Regions from separate parts of the Mus musculus genome. Here regions 2, 3, 4 and 5 are each linked to region 1. Evidence: chromatin contacts called from public Hi-C and promoter capture Hi-C data. All regions are on one chromosome and are shown on one strand. The core of a region is the stretch at or near the end of the contact, and the rest is flanking DNA. Distances in the headings are between cores, read along the strand shown.

Region 1 (3,231 bases), core at 444-2,943:
ATTAATGTAGATGCTATGAGCAAGTTTGTCCATCCGATGGGAGAAAGTACTCTTGCATCATCCATTAAAAAGTTCTTCAATATTGAGAATAGAAAAAGAGCATGCATCATAACATAGGAACCCTTCAAACATTCTAGTATTCCAGAGTTACTGGAGGCACTCCTGGAGTGATTGGCAGAAATTTGTATTAAAGTTCACTGAAAAAGGAATCAAACCTTCTCTGCAATCTAACAGCTCCATAATTTCCAGTAACATCCCCTACACCCGTCCTAACTTTCATTTCCCTTCCTGGACTGAATGCCTGGAGCAAAGGGGAATGAAAAGGTGACGAATTCAAGTTTCACTCACACACACAAGTAAGGAATTAGGAAACTGTTAGAATGGTAGAAAGGCATCTTAAAAAAAAAAAAAAAAGACTGAGAAGAAAACCGAGTTTTCCCTAAGTAGGTAGGTGGCCTTGCTCACTACTTGTCCTGCCCTAATAATCGAGGTCGGAAAGGCAGAGGTTACAATGCAGTCTCTCCCCAATCCCAAGGTCTCTGGAAACATTTCCCAACCCTCCATCCCCAGGCCTGGCCCAGAAAATGAGGCCCTAGCAGTTACCCCATTTAATGTCAACTCATGATCAGAAAATACCCACCCCATCTCTTTCCAGAGGGGCTTTGGACCGGGATCCTCCCAATGGCCCCAAGCCGGGAAGCAGGACCGATGGGGCCTGGTCCCGGCGCCCCTCGCCGGCTCCAAACTTTCCCCAACTCCGGGCCCACCTGTCACGGACGGAGCGAGGGACAGCTCTCGGGGGCGCCCCGTAGGCTGCCGAGGCCTCCAGCTCCCCGGAGTCGCCTCTCCCGGCAGGCCGACCGCCACACTCCCAGGCCTGGGCCTGGTCCATCTTCGGCCCGGCCCCTCGGCGACCCCGCAGCCCTCGGGGAGCACCTCCCGCCTCGGCGCCCAGGAGCTGCGGCACGACGCCGGCCCGGGTCGCAGCCTCCTCGGGCCCTGGAGTGGGGCCCCCGGGACGGTTAATACCCCAGGCCCCGGCGCCCTTCCACGTCCAGGGGCTGAGCTTCTCACCTGCCGCCGCTGCCGCTCCACTCTCCTCTCGGGAGGGGCCCCGACCCGACCCGGCTGCTGACCGCTCCGCTCTCCCCCTGGGCAGGCCCGGGGCGGAGCCGGGGCCTCTCCTGAGCGCCGCAACCCCCCGCCCGGGCAGCCGCCGGCGGCGCCGGGCTCCACGACAGGGCGGGCGGGGGAGGGGGGCCACGGAGGCCGCAGATCCCCGAGCTCGCGTACGGAGCCAGGCGGCTGACGCGGGCCCGGGCCCGGGCGGCCGCCGGGGGGCGCGGGGCCGGCCTCCTGGCGCCGGACAAAGGCCAAGGGAGGCGCAGAAGGGTCTGGGTCGGGCCGAGAAGTGGGGGCCCGCTCGGCTGGGGGCCACTCGGGTGCGGCGCGGAGGGCGGGATGGGGGGGGGGTCGGAACCGCTAGTGCCCAGGACCCGCCTCCGGCCCCTTAATCCGGATCGGTTCGGTCCGGATTAGTAGTGATCGGTGTAAACACACTAGTGAAACCGCGTGTTTCCTCGCGAGATTTGCACGGCTGGGAGGCACGGGGGGGGGGTGTTCCTGGGGTGGGGGGGAGGTAGTGCCGGCCGTGGGGGAGGGGACGGGAAAGGTGTTGGGGGGAGGGTCGCTGCTGCCCCCGGAGCTCCGCCTCCTCCAATCAGCGGCCGCGCTGGCGGGCAGGGGTTAACCAGGGGACCCCGCACCGGCGGAACAGGCCGCGCCTGACAGGGCTGCTGAGGGCGGGCGGCTGGCGGCGCTTGCGGCCCCGCCTGCGACGTGAGGGGTGGTTGGTCGGCTCGGGGGCGCCGGGTAAGCGGCCGGGGCCGGAGCCTCGGGAGCCCGCCTTTGTGGAGACAGAGTCGGAGGCCGACGGTTGGGCTGCGCCTCAGGCCGCGGAGCAGCGTCGGAGCGGCGACCCGGCGGGACTGCCGCGCTCGCCCTGCCTCTCATCTACACACATTTTTTGGGGTGAGGAAAGAGGTTGCTCTGCCCAGCGATGGATCCGAGGAGAGAGCCCGGGAGCGGGGCAAGGGGTGTCACTGAGTTCGCGGTGCCCACCCGATGTCCGCCAGCCGGCCATCCCCCGCAGCCATGGTCCACGTCCCCAGACCCCACGCCACGCCACGCCACGCCACAGGCACGGAAAGCCGGCCGGCGGCTCTCGCCTTCCACGTACCTGACTGGCCTGGCGTCTCCAGGGACAAAGGTGTCCTGGGATCACAGCCGAGCCCTCACCAGCATGCCCCCCTCCAGAGCGGAGGTCGCTACCCGCCCCCCGGGGAACTCTCTCAAAGCACCTAGGGGGAGGTTCCATCTTAACCTCCGGTGACAAGATGGCCCTCCTGGGGTGCTGGGGGCCTGCTCTTCAGAGTGTCTGCTGAGAGGGTGAGCGCCTGCGACAGGAGGGCTTTCCTGCATGGGAAAGGGTTCCACCTCTGACCCCAGCGCCAAAGGGGGAAAAAGTCACTTTCTTCACCTAGTTTCACGAGCCAAGACACGGACTTCAAAGTAACGACTCAGCTTTTTGTTTTCTTCTGATGCTTCCTTGACCAGATGTCTGAACGTGTCTGAAGGACTACAAGGGAATCACAAGAGAAACATTCAAGCTTTTACACAGCCGGCTTGAACTTTTCCAGGCGTTGGCAAGTACTCCAAAGTAGAATTCTGTTATTATTAATTTTTCCACATATTGACTGGACAGAGACCTGCCAAATGGGCAAAGGATGATAATTCCTTTTTGTACATTCTCCATCCTTCAGAACTCAAGTAGAAAAACTCAAATTGGGAGTCATCTTCCAGATCCCAGGCTGCTTGGAAAGATGAACGTTTTGAAGGGAAGAGGGGAAGAGCAAGTCAGGAGCAAAGGGTAGGGAAAGGGGGCAAGGAGGAGCCCCCAGAATGCAGTCAGTCTCAAGCATGAAAATGATGAACAAAAGGAGTGCACTGTGGCTCCTCAAGTCTGCACAGTGGGAAAACAAAGACAGTTCTTTGATTATAGTGAGATCAAGAAAATAACACCCACATTCCCATAACTTGGGAGACTGAGATGAAACAAGATTGCCAGCCTGGGTATCTTAAGACCAAAAGAAAGGGGCCTGGAGAGATGACTCCGTGGTTAAGATTGGCACTGTTCTTGGGTTTGCTCCAAAACATCTACACCCGTAAGGC
Region 2 (3,231 bases), core at 206-2,705, 1.3 Mb before region 1:
AGCTGGTGCTGGCTTCTGCAGCATGGTGGGAGCTGTTCCAGGTTGTGGGGGTAGAGGCAGGAATAGGATTGGTCTTCCTAGGGACAGTTCTGTCTGTTACCATTGGATAGAGTTGACCCAAAGCACATACTGACTGGGCCCTTAGCCCAACACACCCCTAATCCCTACCTATCATATACTACCTCTTTGCGGTTTTTTCCCCCCCTAGGATAACCTTTTCTCTTCAAAAACCTGAAAATTCCAACGGGCTGTCAAAGGAGCAAGCCAGGGGAAACAGAGAATTTGCTCCGGTTCTCCCGTGGCCCCACATAATCTGGGTTGGCTTCAAACTCACTAGGTAGCCAAGGATTACTTAGAACTTCGGATCCTGTCTCCACCCCCAGGGTGCTGGGATTTCAGGTGTGAGGCAACACATCCAATATTGGGAGGGCTGGAGATGTAGCCCAGTACCTCTCTCGCAGACTATGCAAGTGCTGTACCAACAGAACTACACTCCCAGCAACTCCCTTTTTCTACTAGAATAATAAGCTACTTTTTCCTTGAGCACTGAATGTTTTGTCTTTCCTATTATAAACAAGTTCTCCCTCTTCCAACTCAGAGGAGGGCAGCTTGGGACCCAGTGACCAAACAACTTATTGGGCTCATTAGTTCTGATTAATAATCCACACCCTTAAATAGACCTTGGAGTCCTCAGCCCACCTCCAAAGAGTTGTGACACATGTCCTCTCAAGCTTCACCAGGCCACATCTACAAAGGTCACATAAACACATGTGACACGAGAGGCCCGCATGATTTCCTTATAATTTTTGGTGAATGAGTTGGCTGTTGTTCATCCCGAGAGGAACGGATGGCTGCTGGACATGACTTTCGGGGAATTCCTGAGGGGCAAGGCTAGGGAAGAAAGGGGCCTTCGGGCTGGATGAGGCACAGCTGGAGGACCCTCGTCAGTGAACTCTAAGGCTGCGTCTCAGGGTCGAATTTCCGCCAGCTGCTGAAACCCTTGCTCTGCTCTAGAGGTCGCTTAGACAACCCTTGTAAGTGGTGGCCGGCAGCAGGGAGACGGAGGGTTGTGGGCAAGCCTGGCGCCTCGGGTTCTTCATCGGGCGAGTGGGACTTCCTGTGGGGCAACATGTCATTTTCCCTTGGCTTGCGAACAAGCTTCTTCATTCAGAAGCACAGCGTCCACAAATACCCAAAGCCAAGAGTTGGTCTTCGGCTTCTAGCGCCCAGGATAGGAGGCAGCTAGAAGCTAGCACCGCGTTGGCCTCTAACCCCACCCTCCCACTCTTACCACGCCCACAAAACAACATAGGCTCCTCCCCATCCAGGCAGTGACTCCGCCTCTCACAGCCCCCGCCCCCGGGACCGCCCTAAAGCCCGCCCCGACCGGAAGAAGCCGGGACACAAGGCACTTATAGGGCTGGGAATGGGGGTGTCGCCGCCGCCCAGTCAGCTCCGTGTCCACCGATCCTCCGCCGGTGCCGCGCTGTCGTTGCGGCGCCCCCGTCCAGCCCTCTGTTCGCGCGGGCTCCAGAACCGGCCGGCGGGGCCCGGAGTCAGGGCCACGTCCTGCCATGCCGGCCCGGTGGCTGTTGCTCCTGCTGGCGCTGCTGCTACCGCCGCCCGGCCCCGGGGTGAGTAACCAGGGGAGTGCGGTGCGGGGACGGGCCGGCTCGCGGCCAGAGGAGAGTCGCGCGGTGGCGGGGGCTGGCGTCCGAGCCGGGCCGCAGCGGCGGGAGGCCCGGCGCCTGGGCTGAGGCAGCTGCGGGAGGCTTGGCGGTGGGAGCTGCGTCGGCCGGCCACACACTGGCGTCCGCCTCCGGAGGCGCCTCCGGGGCCAGCGCGGCCGAGGCAGACCGCGAGCGGCTCCACGGCCCGGGACGCGCGCGACTCGGAGCTGTCTCCCAAAGGCCGGGCCCTGGGCGCGCTGCCCACCTGCCCCGCGGTCTCCACAGGTGGGCGCCCGCACTGCCGCCGTGGCCGCGGATGGACACCCGAAGCCGGGGGAAGCGGGTGGTGGACTGGAGTTTTGAGTCTTTACTCGAAAGTTTTTTGTTTTGTTTTGTTTTTAAATGAGACTTTGGAAAGCGTTTGAAGCCGGGAATGGGCACGGCGTTTTTAGCCAGCCGCCGCTGGTTTCTGCCTACCTGACCCGAAGGTTTCTTTGTATTCGGAGGCAGGGGGCTTCCTACTAGTAATTTTGCTAGACAGTGAAGGTGTCATTAAACAAGTTAAGCTGTGGGCATTGGATCCTTTTAAAGACCCGGTGTGTGGGCCAGAGTTGTACTGCAAAACTTAAAGCTGTCTCACGTGCGGGGCCGTCAGAAACGTCTTCGCTTTTTTTTTTTTTTTTTTTGAGAAGAATATCGGTTTATATTTATTTAACTCTTTATCCACTCAGGATTTGAACACTTTGGCTAAAGAGGACATTTTGTAGGCGGACATGGCTATTTTCATCTTCTGGTTGGAAGAACTGGGGGCTTTAAAATTTTTTTAAAATGCACTTTTCAGGATGTGGGCATGGTACACTTGTGCTGGTTCTATTTAATGACCTCTTTGAAGGTACCGTGTTCCCTTTAATATGGCATATCATGTACCAGGTGTCCTGGTGGAAGACTGACATGTGTGGAGACCCGCGGGCCAGCCGCGGCCAACTCTTTGAACTCTTATGCCTTGTAGGTAAATAATTGTCTGTGCTCTCAGAATAACAAATTAGAATTTAGAGACTACTGAAGTATTAAAGAAGGTCTACTTTTTCAAATTCAAGTTGGTTTGTTTTTTTCCAAACGGAAATTTATATGCGTTTTCTTCATGGTAGACCCTAGGTGTTTTTTGTTTTTTTGTTTTTGTTTTGTTTTCTTCTTCTTCTCCTAATTAAAAAGAAAAGATGTACTTTTCACAACTAGGACCAGGTTTTGAACTTGGGCGCTTCACCTTGGGTTGATTGATTGCTGCCTGGTATCTGCTCACAGATAACGAGTATAAACAGAATGACTGGATGTTTCCCATGGAGCTCGAACGTTTCATAGTTTCCCAGCCGAGGTGGACCCGGTTTCCTTCTGAACAGCTTTGCATTTCTTCTGCTTTTGCTGGATTCTAGTGTTTTTGTCACTCAGCAGCATAGGAGAAGGAGCCAGCAACGATTTAGCTTTAGTTTTAGTTCATGTATTTTCAAGTCCTGCTTAGAAACGCAGACTTGTCAGAGTTCACATAAAAGATTCCAGGCCCTTA
Region 3 (3,231 bases), core at 340-2,839, 1.2 Mb after region 1:
GGATGGTTGTGAGCCACCATGTGGTTGCTGGTATTTGAACTTCAGACCTTCGGAAGAGCAGTCGGGTGCTCTTACCCACTAAGCCATCTCACCAGCCCCCGGTTGAATTTATTTTAATGTGTGTTAGAAAACAATAAACACAGAAAACAGACTTCACCTTAAGAACGCAAGCTCCCAGTTTCTTTTAGGTCTTACTGGTTTCACTGTTAGGTATGTTATATCAATGAATTTAATAATCTTTCAGATGCAAAACTTGAGTAGAATTTCAATGCTAAGATGATATAAGAACGTAGATCCTGTACAGAATTCTTGGAAAGAGAGGTAACTCTTGAGCAAATATAATTTTTGCTTAGTTCTGAGTCCTTTCTTAGAGACACTCATTACAGTGAAGATATTGATAGTGTGAATGGTTCTGACTTACTGACTTACCAGTTACTAAAAACTGGTCCCTATCTTGACCACCCTAGCATAGGAAATACCCCTGTAGCTCCCTTTTATCCCTGTCGGTGTGTACACCCTTTTGTTTGCTGTTCCCTGGGCCTGCTGAGTGCTTCTCAGGACTGATTAGGCTGCACCCCCTACCCCTAGTATCTCCCTTTTAGAGTATTTCAAGGTCTTCAGGTTTGCTCCCAGGAAGAGGTACCCATTCCATCCCAGAGACTTTCCTCTAAGAGGGTTCCTCCAACTTTACTTTTCCTTTTAGGGAGTAATCTTATTGAATATCTCATGTATTCTCATAGATATCATGTCTTATTTTTACATGTTGCATACATTTTAAATGACATTATATATTTGTAAGGGGACCCAAGAGTACTTTAGAGAAAAGTGCTGAAGAGGACATAAGGGAACGGATATGAGGAGGCTATGTCAAACATTCCTCCTTAACCCTGAAGTCCTGCTACATGCTAAAAGTCTCACTTTCAGCCTTGGCAGGACAGGGTACACCTGTCTTGTTTCCTGTGTGAGACTTTTACTGCTGTGCTGCTTATAGAACTATCTTCTGGTATTTTGTCTTATCCAAATCATTTTAGTTTTTCTGTGGCATTGTTTTTTTTTTTTTCCTGAGGACTCAAAATAGAGTTTTGAACATGCAGAGGTGGATGGCGGAATACCAATGCACGTTAAAACAAACGAACAAACAAACACCTTAAAAAAGATAGAAGTTGTGCTTATAAATGAAAATATCGAACTATAAAGCTAGCGCATATATAATTATGATTCACTCTCAAAACAAGTGTGCCTGCAAAGAAAAGCTCGGATTCGAATAGAATCCGAATTCAGAACCAGCTTTTAGCTATTGCGCGCCCCCTCCACAGTCCCCTTTGGGGGAAAGGCCAGCAACCACGCGGGGTTTTCTCGGCGCATTCTGTTTTAAGAGGTCTGGAAGCAGAAAGCTAAAAGTCCATTAAAAGGCCACGTGGCCAGCTTTGTGAAAACCGGGTAGCAGTGAGGCGGCCAGCTTGTCTTCAGCCAAAATGGCGGTGCTCGGACTGCGCGCTCGCACGGGATGGGGAAGGGCGTCGGGGACGCGGCCGGGCGCGGGCGCGGCCTCCCGGCGGCTGCGCGCCTGCGCGAGGGCCGGCTGCCGGCGAGCACGCGCGCGGCGGAGGCGGGCTCAGCAGAGTGCGGAGCTGCAACCTGGGAGCCGGACGTGTCCGCGAAGATGGCGGGCCGGGTGAGTGGCGGCCGGGCAGCCCGGGCTCGCAGCGGATCGCCCGAGGTCGCGACTGCTGCGAGGTCCACGAGGGCTCCGGGGAAGGGGCGCGAGGCTGAGCACCCAGGAACGCTGAAGGAAGGGAGGTCAGAGCAACGCTGGAGGCGAGACAGTGTAGCTGCGGCAGGGGATTAGCTCTGCTCAGAAACTCTGTCCTCCCCGAGGGTTGTCTCTTCGTCCCCCGGGTCTCCAGTGCTTCCCTTGTCATCCCCTGGGGCTCGTTTCTCTCGTCCTTCAAGCATCTTGAGGGTAGTGGCCACTGGAGCCCCCCTCTGACGAGCGCTGTGTGCCCTCCACACTCCTCCGAGGGTTTCTGAGGTGGCACTGCCGGATAACCGCGGGGTGTAGTCTGCTGCAGTCAGGGCGAGGGTGTGGGAACCCATTTCTAGTTCTTCCTAAATGAATGTTATGAAAAGAGGAGGGGAGGTCTGCAAATTACTTTTACGGCTAACCTTAGACCATCTCCTGGGGAGAAACATATCAGCTGTGAAGCAGCAATGTCTTTCGTGCAGATGGACTTGGGGTGTCACGTTTTGTTTTTCTAAATGACAGTCGATTCGAATGCAGCAGGCTGTGTTGTAGTCTCAGGGATTTACATTTTACTTCCCCATTAAGCTCGTAGGACGGCGGGGTAGGATTGGGGTTGGCGAGGAGAGATGGGGCCAGGTCACTGCTGTTATTGCAGTAGGCATCAGAGCTAATATCGCTGATGGATGGATCCTGCCCAGAGATTGCCCTGTTCGAAACCTGGGGACATTAACTGCGTCATTACAGACTAACGTTGTGCTTGACTGATTCACTTACACCTGAATATTTGAATAAGTTTGCATACATGTATGCATATATGTAAATGTCCTGTCTAAAGAGAATTGTAGGTCATGAGATTCTAAAGTCCCAAAGAGACGGTAGAGGTCATCAGACTAGCTCCATCTTTTTCTCTTCCTTTTTTCATAATCCCCCTTTTATCTCAAGCTGACCCTTTTAACTATTTCAGGGTCTGTTTTTGCCTCCTCAGGAGCCCCTCTCCTGAATCATCAGCCCTTCTGGAATGCACTGGTCTCTTAAACCCTCCCTCTGCCCCCACAGACTTTTCCTCTAACCATTTTTTTTCCCCCAGTGGCAAAGTCTGGTGATTTTCTGTGTGTGTTGACTCTCATTTGCCTACCACCTGCTACCTCCTGGGCCCACCACAGTCGGACTGAAATGCATCCCTAAAATTCATGCCCATTTCCCAATCCTTGTTACACGTGATGTCTCAGAGCGTCTGACAGTGTTGCCCGTCTCCTCCTTAATGGAAGACATTCTTCCATGGCTTCAGTAATGCTGGGCTAATGTTTTGACTCATCTCTCTTTCGGAGTCACCTTCCTCCTCCCTGTCATTCAATTCCCACACTCTGTTTTATCTCCTCTCCTCAGCTAATCCCTTCTGAGCCAAAGCTACAACTGTCTGTATGCCTGAGGTGCTCAAGCTTTCATCCATCCTCTACAGAACTGCCCTCTAAATTCCAAATTGATGT
Region 4 (3,231 bases), core at 254-2,753, 1.1 Mb before region 1:
TTTGACTCTTGGGCCCGGAGAGGTGGATAAATGAGCCAGCCGCTCCTCTAGAGAACCTGGGTTCGATTCCCAGCACCCACATGGCCGCTCACAACTTTCTATAACTCCACTTCTAGGGCATCCTACACTGTCTTCTGGCCTTCACAGGCAAATGTAGGGCACAGACATTGGATGCAAGCAAAACACCCAAACACATAAAACGAAAAACCTGGAAAAGCAAGCAAGCAAGCACACAAACAAAAAATCCTAACTAAACACTATTCCCATCAAAGAGATTATCAATCTACCTTACACAGCTTGGTACCTCCTGACTACAAAGGAGCTGGAGAGATGGCTCAGCAGTCAAGAGGGTTTCTTACTGCTTTTGCAGAGGGCCTGGGTTTAGTTCTCAGCACCTGTAGTAGCTCATAACTATTTGTACGTAACTCAAGTTTCAGGGGATCCACTGCCCTCTTCTGACTTGCACAGACATCTGTATATATGTGATACACATAAGCTTACGCAGGCATATATACATATACACATAAGAAACAGACAAGCAAAGAGCTGCAAACGAACAACATTGGAAAAGAACTCTTTGCTGCACTCCCAGTGGAAAAAGGACACAGAGAAATCTGCACCTACCAGCTCCCGTCCTCCACTAGCTCCCTTTGCTGTCTGTACTCACCTGGAGTTCTTCAATCTTGGACAGATAATATTGACGGAGTCCACTGCCTGCCTTCCCCTCTTCCAGTTCCATCTGAAGACAAGTGTAAGTGTTAAAAAAAAAAAAGAAGAAAAGAAAAGAAAAGAAAAAGAAAAGGCATAAAGTACTAAAGGGTAAAGCCAAAGTATTTTCGAGGCACTCTACCATATAGCTTAAGAAACAAGGTCAGGAAAATACCATTCCCTTTTCCTCAGAAACTGGTATCTCGATGGGCGAGGTCTGTGTGTTTGAACTTCGGAGGCTTAGTTCTTGGTTCTAAGCCTTCATTTCTGAATCCACTACAAGGATGCAATTACCGCCTACCTTCGAGGACTTTTAGGAGTCTCAAGGGGCCATATACCCACCGAGCGCACTGCCCTGTGGCTAGAGCTACACATCCCCAGGGTTTAACTACTACAGACAAAGGCAGAACAGAGGGACCAAGTCCAGGTCGAAGCCCAGGCCATTCCGGCTTGCCAGCTTCATTCAGTTTCCACCCACCCCTGTCCTGCTTTCCTCAGGGCGGCGCTGACACAGCAGATCCAGTCCCAGGCAGAGTCCGGTCTGACGTGATCCACCCACCCCTGATCCACTGGACCCTCTCGCTCGTGGCCACCCCTCACTTCAGATTTTGTGCACTCCACACTCAGCTTGGATGCCGCCCAGCCGCCGCGGCAGAATCCTTACCTGCTCTGGCCCATCAAGCGCCATCTTCCCTCTCTCGGCAGGGATCGCCGGCATCCAAGTCACTCTATCGCGCAGGCGCGGAGGCGAAAGCATGCGCCCTGGGTCACCACCGAGAACAGTTCCGGGTCAATGGGCGGGGTGTGTGGCGATACAAACACAGTGGCTGTATTAGTAGAGGCTCTACTGGAGGTCACTAGTTTTGTGAAGAGATATAGAACTTCTGGTTGATGCTTCCTAGCGTTTAGGATACGAGTTATTGCACTCTACTTCCTAGCCTCTACTTTTAACTTGTAAGGCCTGCTGACAAAAAAATTTTGGCCACACTCAAAATGGCGGAAATCATGACGCCAGGAATGTAGGAAACGCGCGCAGAAGCGGAAGTACGATTACTGCCTACATGTGCTGCTTCCTAAGAGTTGAAAACCTGCGGAGTTAAGGGCTATCTAACGTCTGGGTAAGTGATTGCTCCACCGCCTGAGGAACCGAAGCGAGATCCAGTGCTCGGAAAGACGATCTCACCTTTTTCTTTCTCCCCAGAGTGAGTGATACTCCCCCATCCCGCCATGGGCAAGAAAGGCAAAGTAGGCAAGAGCCGGCGGGACAAGTTCTATCACTTGGCCAAGGAGACTGGTGAGTGGGTTCGCGCTGAGGAACAACATCCCCGTCTTTTCGCTTCTTCTAGTCCCGAGTTCCTTTTCCTTCGAGGGGGTTATGGGATTGTGAGGCTTTCCTCCTGGGAAAGGCCTCCGTAGACGGTATTGCCTTATACACCCACTCTCCACGATCCAGGTTATCGTTCGCGCTCTGCCTTCAAACTGATCCAGCTCAATCGCCGCTTTCAGTTCCTGCAGAAAGCCCGGGCCTTGTTGGACCTGTGTGCTGCGCCTGGCGGATGGTAACGTTTGGCAGGGGCTGCTATGATGACACGTTCCTGGCACTGGTTGGCTTTGAGTTGCTTTTCGGGGAGGATGGGAATCCGATTACACAATTCAGATTAAATATTCCATAGTATGTGTCTCTCTCAAATTTTGGAAGGGAGCGTCATTTTCCCCCTCTTGTGGTACTGAACCTAAGGACTTAACTCATGCTAAGGACTTAACTCATGCTAGGCAGCCCCTCCACCACCGAGTTATATCTCCAATTGCTTTATTTTGAGACAGGGACGCTGAAAAATTGCCAAGGATGGCCTTGAACTTTTGGTCTTAATCTCTTGCCCTCCTTAGTGGCTGGTAATGCAGCCCTGTGTTGCCATGCCCAGCAGGTTGCTTCTTGAATGTATGCATAGACATTTGGCCACTACACTTAACAGGTGCCTCTTAAGGGGATGAGAAGTCACCTTGCCAAGGGAGGATGAAAGGTATTTAAATCTGTCTCTTTCACAGGCTGCAGGTGGCTGCCAAGTTTATGCCTGTATCCAGTCTTATTGTAGGTGGGTGACTCTTGGGTATTTGAGGGGGAGGGGTGGGTTAGGTACTAATTTTGTCCTACATCTTCCTCCACCCTGTAATACTGAGTTAACATCTTTTAGGAGTGGACCTCGTTCCAATCAAGCCTCTCCCCAATGTGGTGACTCTCCAGGAGGATATCACAACAGAACGCTGTAGGCAGGTAATAAGACCTCTCCTTCTTTTCTTTCCTCTTTATGTGCTGGTGTCATTGCCTACTTATTTATTTATTTAGTGTGTGTGGTCTTTCGAGACAGGGTTTCTCTGTGTAGCCCTGGCTGTCCTGGAACTCACTCTGTAGACCAGGCTGGCCTTGAACTCAGAAATCTGCCTGCCTCTGCCTCCCAAGTGCTGGGATTAAAGGGGTGTGCCACTAGTGCCTGGCTGTCATTGCCTCTGAAGAGTGAATGAAAC
Region 5 (3,231 bases), core at 231-2,730, 1.0 Mb before region 1:
CACATACACACACACACAAGTACATTCAAGTACAAGTACACACACAACATATGAAAAAATAAAAACCGAAGCTTGACACCTTTTCAGGTATTGCTTTCCCTAATATTCTGGATTCCAAAGACCATGTGAACTGGCAGAAACTGCATTTTCCTCCAGTCCCCTTGCTTTTTGTGAGTTCGTGATGTTTGTTTGATGATGAAATGTGGTGAGACTGAGAACAAATTTGGCATGTTAAACGCACTAGGCAAGGTTACAGCTGTGTGTAAAACATTGAGATCTTCAGGTGAGGGTAGTGTGCGTTTCCAAGTTCCTGTATGATGTGGCCAAACTTAAAATTCTTGGAAGTTAGTCGACTGGTATAAATCTGAGACAGGAAAAAAAACAAGTATTCATTACTTGACAGTATGTACACAGATGTATTGGGCCCTCACTCCACAGTAACTGAAGTGACTAAAAATCACTTCATGATAAAACGGAGTCCTCATTTTATTAGTCCTATATGGTTTGGCCCCTGCTGTCTTTTTTCATAAAGGCAAACTCATCACAGGTTTCTGCTAATAGAGGACATACCACCAAGTCTTTAATCCCATCCCAGCAGAGGCAGAGGGAAGCTGATCTGAAGGCCAGTCCAGACTACATGCGACACTATCTCAAAAATACCTCACTACCAAAAAATAGTTATGAAGCACTTAGGGACAAAAAAAAAAAAAAAAAAAACCCCAACAAAAAACAAACCATAGCTCTCGTTTAGTTGAGCTATTTTCTGTGCTTTAAGGAGAAGGAACTTTGGGCACAAAGGGTAAGTTTCCTCTTTGTTGTTCTATTGCCTGAGACTGACCCAAGAAAGACTTGTTTTTCAATTGGAGTCCTACCAGGTGAAATGGCACCTGGGATTTGGGAACCGCAGAGTGTGGGATGAGGGGTGGGAATACCCCTGGTAGCCAAGTCAATAGCTATAGTTAGCCCTTGCCCCTTTTCTTGCTGCTGGGTTAGGAGGGGTACAGAGACTCGAGGGAGACTCTAGGGTCCTTTGGAACTGCAACAATGACAAGGTCTTTCGCTTCCACATACGTGGGGAAACCTGCCTTCGTCCTAGATAAGGAACGACCTCAGCAAAGGGGAAAAAAGACTAGTTAATAACTCTCTCCCTGACGAAGCGACTGCGGGTCTAGCATGTCCGGTAACGGTAACGTGGGATGGAAGCAGAAGCTCTCTCTGGGGAAAAGCGGAGCTTCCTCCACTGGGATGGGTGGGGTGAAGCGAGGCGAGACGAAGCAGAGTCCTTAGTGGGCAGGGGGTAAGGCGGAGCATCTTCTGAGAACCGGGCAAGGCAGGACTTCCTCTGCTGGAGGCAAGAGGCGGAGCTCCCTTCTTGGGTGGGGCAAAGCAGGGCTTCTCCGTAGGGGAGGGGCGGGACTTCCTCCGTGGGGCGGGAGTAGGAGGGGCTTGTTCCGTGAAGGGGAGGGGCGAGGCTCGGCCAGTCTCCCTGGGTCCCTCCACTGCGCATGTCACGTTGCGTACCTCCCTCCCAGCAACCGGCCTGGCGGCAGCGCGGCTACAAAACTGAGGAGGCGGAGCCGAGACGGAGTCGGTACTGCGCTCTGACTCCTAGACCAGGTACCCGGTGGCGGAGCCGCCTGGTGCGCTCCCAGGGATAATCCCTCTTGCCAGACTCCGAGTCCGTGTCCTCGGGGGTGAGCCTCAAGTGGCCATCCCGGCTCACCCTCGCCCTCCTCTGGCCCTCATTTAACCTGGGTTCTGGGTTCCCGCATTGAGGTTACAGCCTGAGAGCAAAATTAGGCTTGGGCCTGGCTGGGGAGATGCTGAGCAGAGTTGCCGGACCGGAGAGGCTAGCTACCGCATGGCCTCCCCACCTTTTCCGGGGCTTCCAAATGGGGTTGAGTTCTCATACGGAAGCAAGATCAGAGCTATTCTCTGCTTTGGTCAAAACGAAGAGTTTCTAAATGTGTTGTCTTAAGTGTCCCAGCAGTTTTGGGGACCGAGTATGGTGGCGGAGAGTGAGCATGACAGAAGGGGAGTGGCTAAATAAAATTGTTCATAATTTTAGGAAATAGATAACTTCTCAACTCAGTCTTCTGCTAAGACCCTAAGGTACTTCAATTTGACCCCTTTCTCCCAGACGGTTGGACTCGGTCTTACTGAAATACCCGTTGAAGTAGAACTATGTTCCAGTGTTTGGATGGGTCTTCATGATAGTTGATAACCTTATCCGGAGGTACCCAACACCTGAGACTGACTCAGATCCTTGAGGGTTGATTAACCAAATTTGAGACTGTGGGCGTGGCTCAGCGCCTGAGTTCTTGATTAACATCAGTGCGGACTTGCTTTCCATTCTCCACACTACCAAAAAGAAAATTGCTAACTTGCTTCTGCCGTAGTGCAGGAACTTAATAGTTTAACCATTAGTTATAGTACGGAAACTGGTCAACTCTCTTCACCCTTTAATTAGGTTTCTTAGAAGATTTTTTGGCTGGGTTTATAGTTGTGACCTCCGACATAAAGTTTGGAGGACCAGCGGTAAAAATAGAAGAAAAAAAAGTCTGTCAGAACAAGTGAATTCTCCTATCGGTACCTGTTGTAGTGGGAGAGATAATGAGGCGATAGTATGGTTGGGTGGTTGGAGAGGTGTCTCTGTAGATAGGAAGATATGCTGCCGTCTCCAGAACTCATGTAGAGAGCCATGTGTGGCCATGAGCCTGTGACAAGAGAAACACCAGAGCTTGCTGGCTGTCAGCCTGTGTCCAGAGTGATAGAGTAGAATACACAATGTCCTTTAGCTTCACCAAGCATAGAAACAGGTACACACATAAATATATACATACATACACACACAAGCACATACATATATATACACATATATACATACATATACACACATTGGTAAGTGTAATAGTTAATGTGAGAGCCAGGCATGATGGTATATGCCTTTAATCCCAGCACTCGGGAGGCAGAGGCAGGCGGATCTCTGTGAGTTCGAGGCCAGCCTCATCTACAGAGTGAGTTCCTGGACAGCCAAGGCTACACAGAGAAACCTTGCCTTGAGGGGAAAAAGCTAAGGTGAGGAATGTAGGTGGTTAGTGGGAGCGCTGCTGTAATAGAGGGTACTGAGTGTCAACAATAGACTGGGGACAAAAAGGGAAGTGGAGTCTATAGACTACACTCTGTCTCTTCTTTTTTTCAAAAGAGACTGTAGCCAAGTGTGATGTTGAA

What was found. Promoter capture Hi-C pulls out the DNA fragments that hold promoters and counts their contacts. A called contact is a pair of places that touch in the nucleus more often than the background predicts.
Region 2: a Hi-C map of B cells shows a contact between it and region 1, with 5 read pairs. The contact joins the promoter of Ern1 here to the promoter of 1700052K11Rik in region 1.
Region 3: a contact with region 1 is called in a promoter capture Hi-C map of neutrophils, with 2.7 times the contacts expected there. The contact joins the promoter of Nsf here to the promoter of 1700052K11Rik in region 1. A contact is called at or near these places in 5 of 39 promoter capture datasets (embryonic stem cells, liver, neutrophils and 1 more), 1 of 484 Hi-C or Micro-C datasets (B cells), 1 of 115 datasets of contacts at active chromatin or transcription factors (extraembryonic endoderm stem cells) and 1 of 9 other capture datasets (adipose tissue).
Region 4: a contact with region 1 is called in a promoter capture Hi-C map of liver, with 4 times the contacts expected there. The contact joins the promoter of Ftsj3 here to the promoter of 1700052K11Rik in region 1. A contact is called at or near these places in 3 of 39 promoter capture datasets (liver and pre-B cells) and 3 of 115 datasets of contacts at active chromatin or transcription factors (embryonic stem cells and fetal liver).
Region 5: a contact with region 1 is called in a Hi-C map of muscle stem cells, with 3 times the contacts expected there. The contact joins the promoter of Strada here to the promoter of 1700052K11Rik in region 1. A contact is called at or near these places in 1 of 39 promoter capture datasets (erythroid cells), 1 of 484 Hi-C or Micro-C datasets (muscle stem cells) and 1 of 115 datasets of contacts at active chromatin or transcription factors (embryonic stem cells).

Annotation. Positions count from the first base shown.
Region 1 is chr11:105,179,895-105,183,125 of GRCm38.p6, reverse strand. 1700052K11Rik (RIKEN cDNA 1700052K11 gene) reads left to right here and starts at 1,693. Exons shown (of 1, transcript NR_027956.1): 1 at 1,693-3,231. It overlaps Tlk2 (tousled-like kinase 2 (Arabidopsis)), which reads right to left and starts at 1,599. Exons shown (of 22, transcript NM_001112705.2): 1 at 1,075-1,599.
Region 2 is chr11:106,486,020-106,489,250 of GRCm38.p6, reverse strand. It overlaps Ern1 (endoplasmic reticulum (ER) to nucleus signalling 1), which reads left to right and starts at 1,455. Exons shown (of 22, transcript NM_023913.2): 1 at 1,455-1,634. The coding sequence starts at 1,575.
Region 3 is chr11:103,952,414-103,955,644 of GRCm38.p6, reverse strand. Nsf (N-ethylmaleimide sensitive fusion protein) reads left to right here and starts at 1,589. Exons shown (of 21, transcript NM_008740.4): 1 at 1,589-1,675. The coding sequence starts at 1,664.
Region 4 is chr11:106,254,356-106,257,586 of GRCm38.p6, reverse strand. Ftsj3 (FtsJ RNA methyltransferase homolog 3 (E. coli)) reads left to right here and starts at 1,503. Exons shown (of 21, transcript NM_025310.3): 1 at 1,503-1,826; 2 at 1,910-2,002; 3 at 2,162-2,267; 4 at 2,755-2,801; 5 at 2,901-2,980. The coding sequence starts at 1,936. It overlaps Psmc5 (protease (prosome, macropain) 26S subunit, ATPase 5), which reads right to left and starts at 1,402. Exons shown (of 11, transcript NM_008950.1): 1 at 1,373-1,402; 2 at 668-739. The coding sequence starts at 1,396.
Region 5 is chr11:106,191,852-106,195,082 of GRCm38.p6, reverse strand. Strada (STE20-related kinase adaptor alpha) reads left to right here and starts at 1,480. Exons shown (of 13, transcript NM_001252448.1): 1 at 1,480-1,617.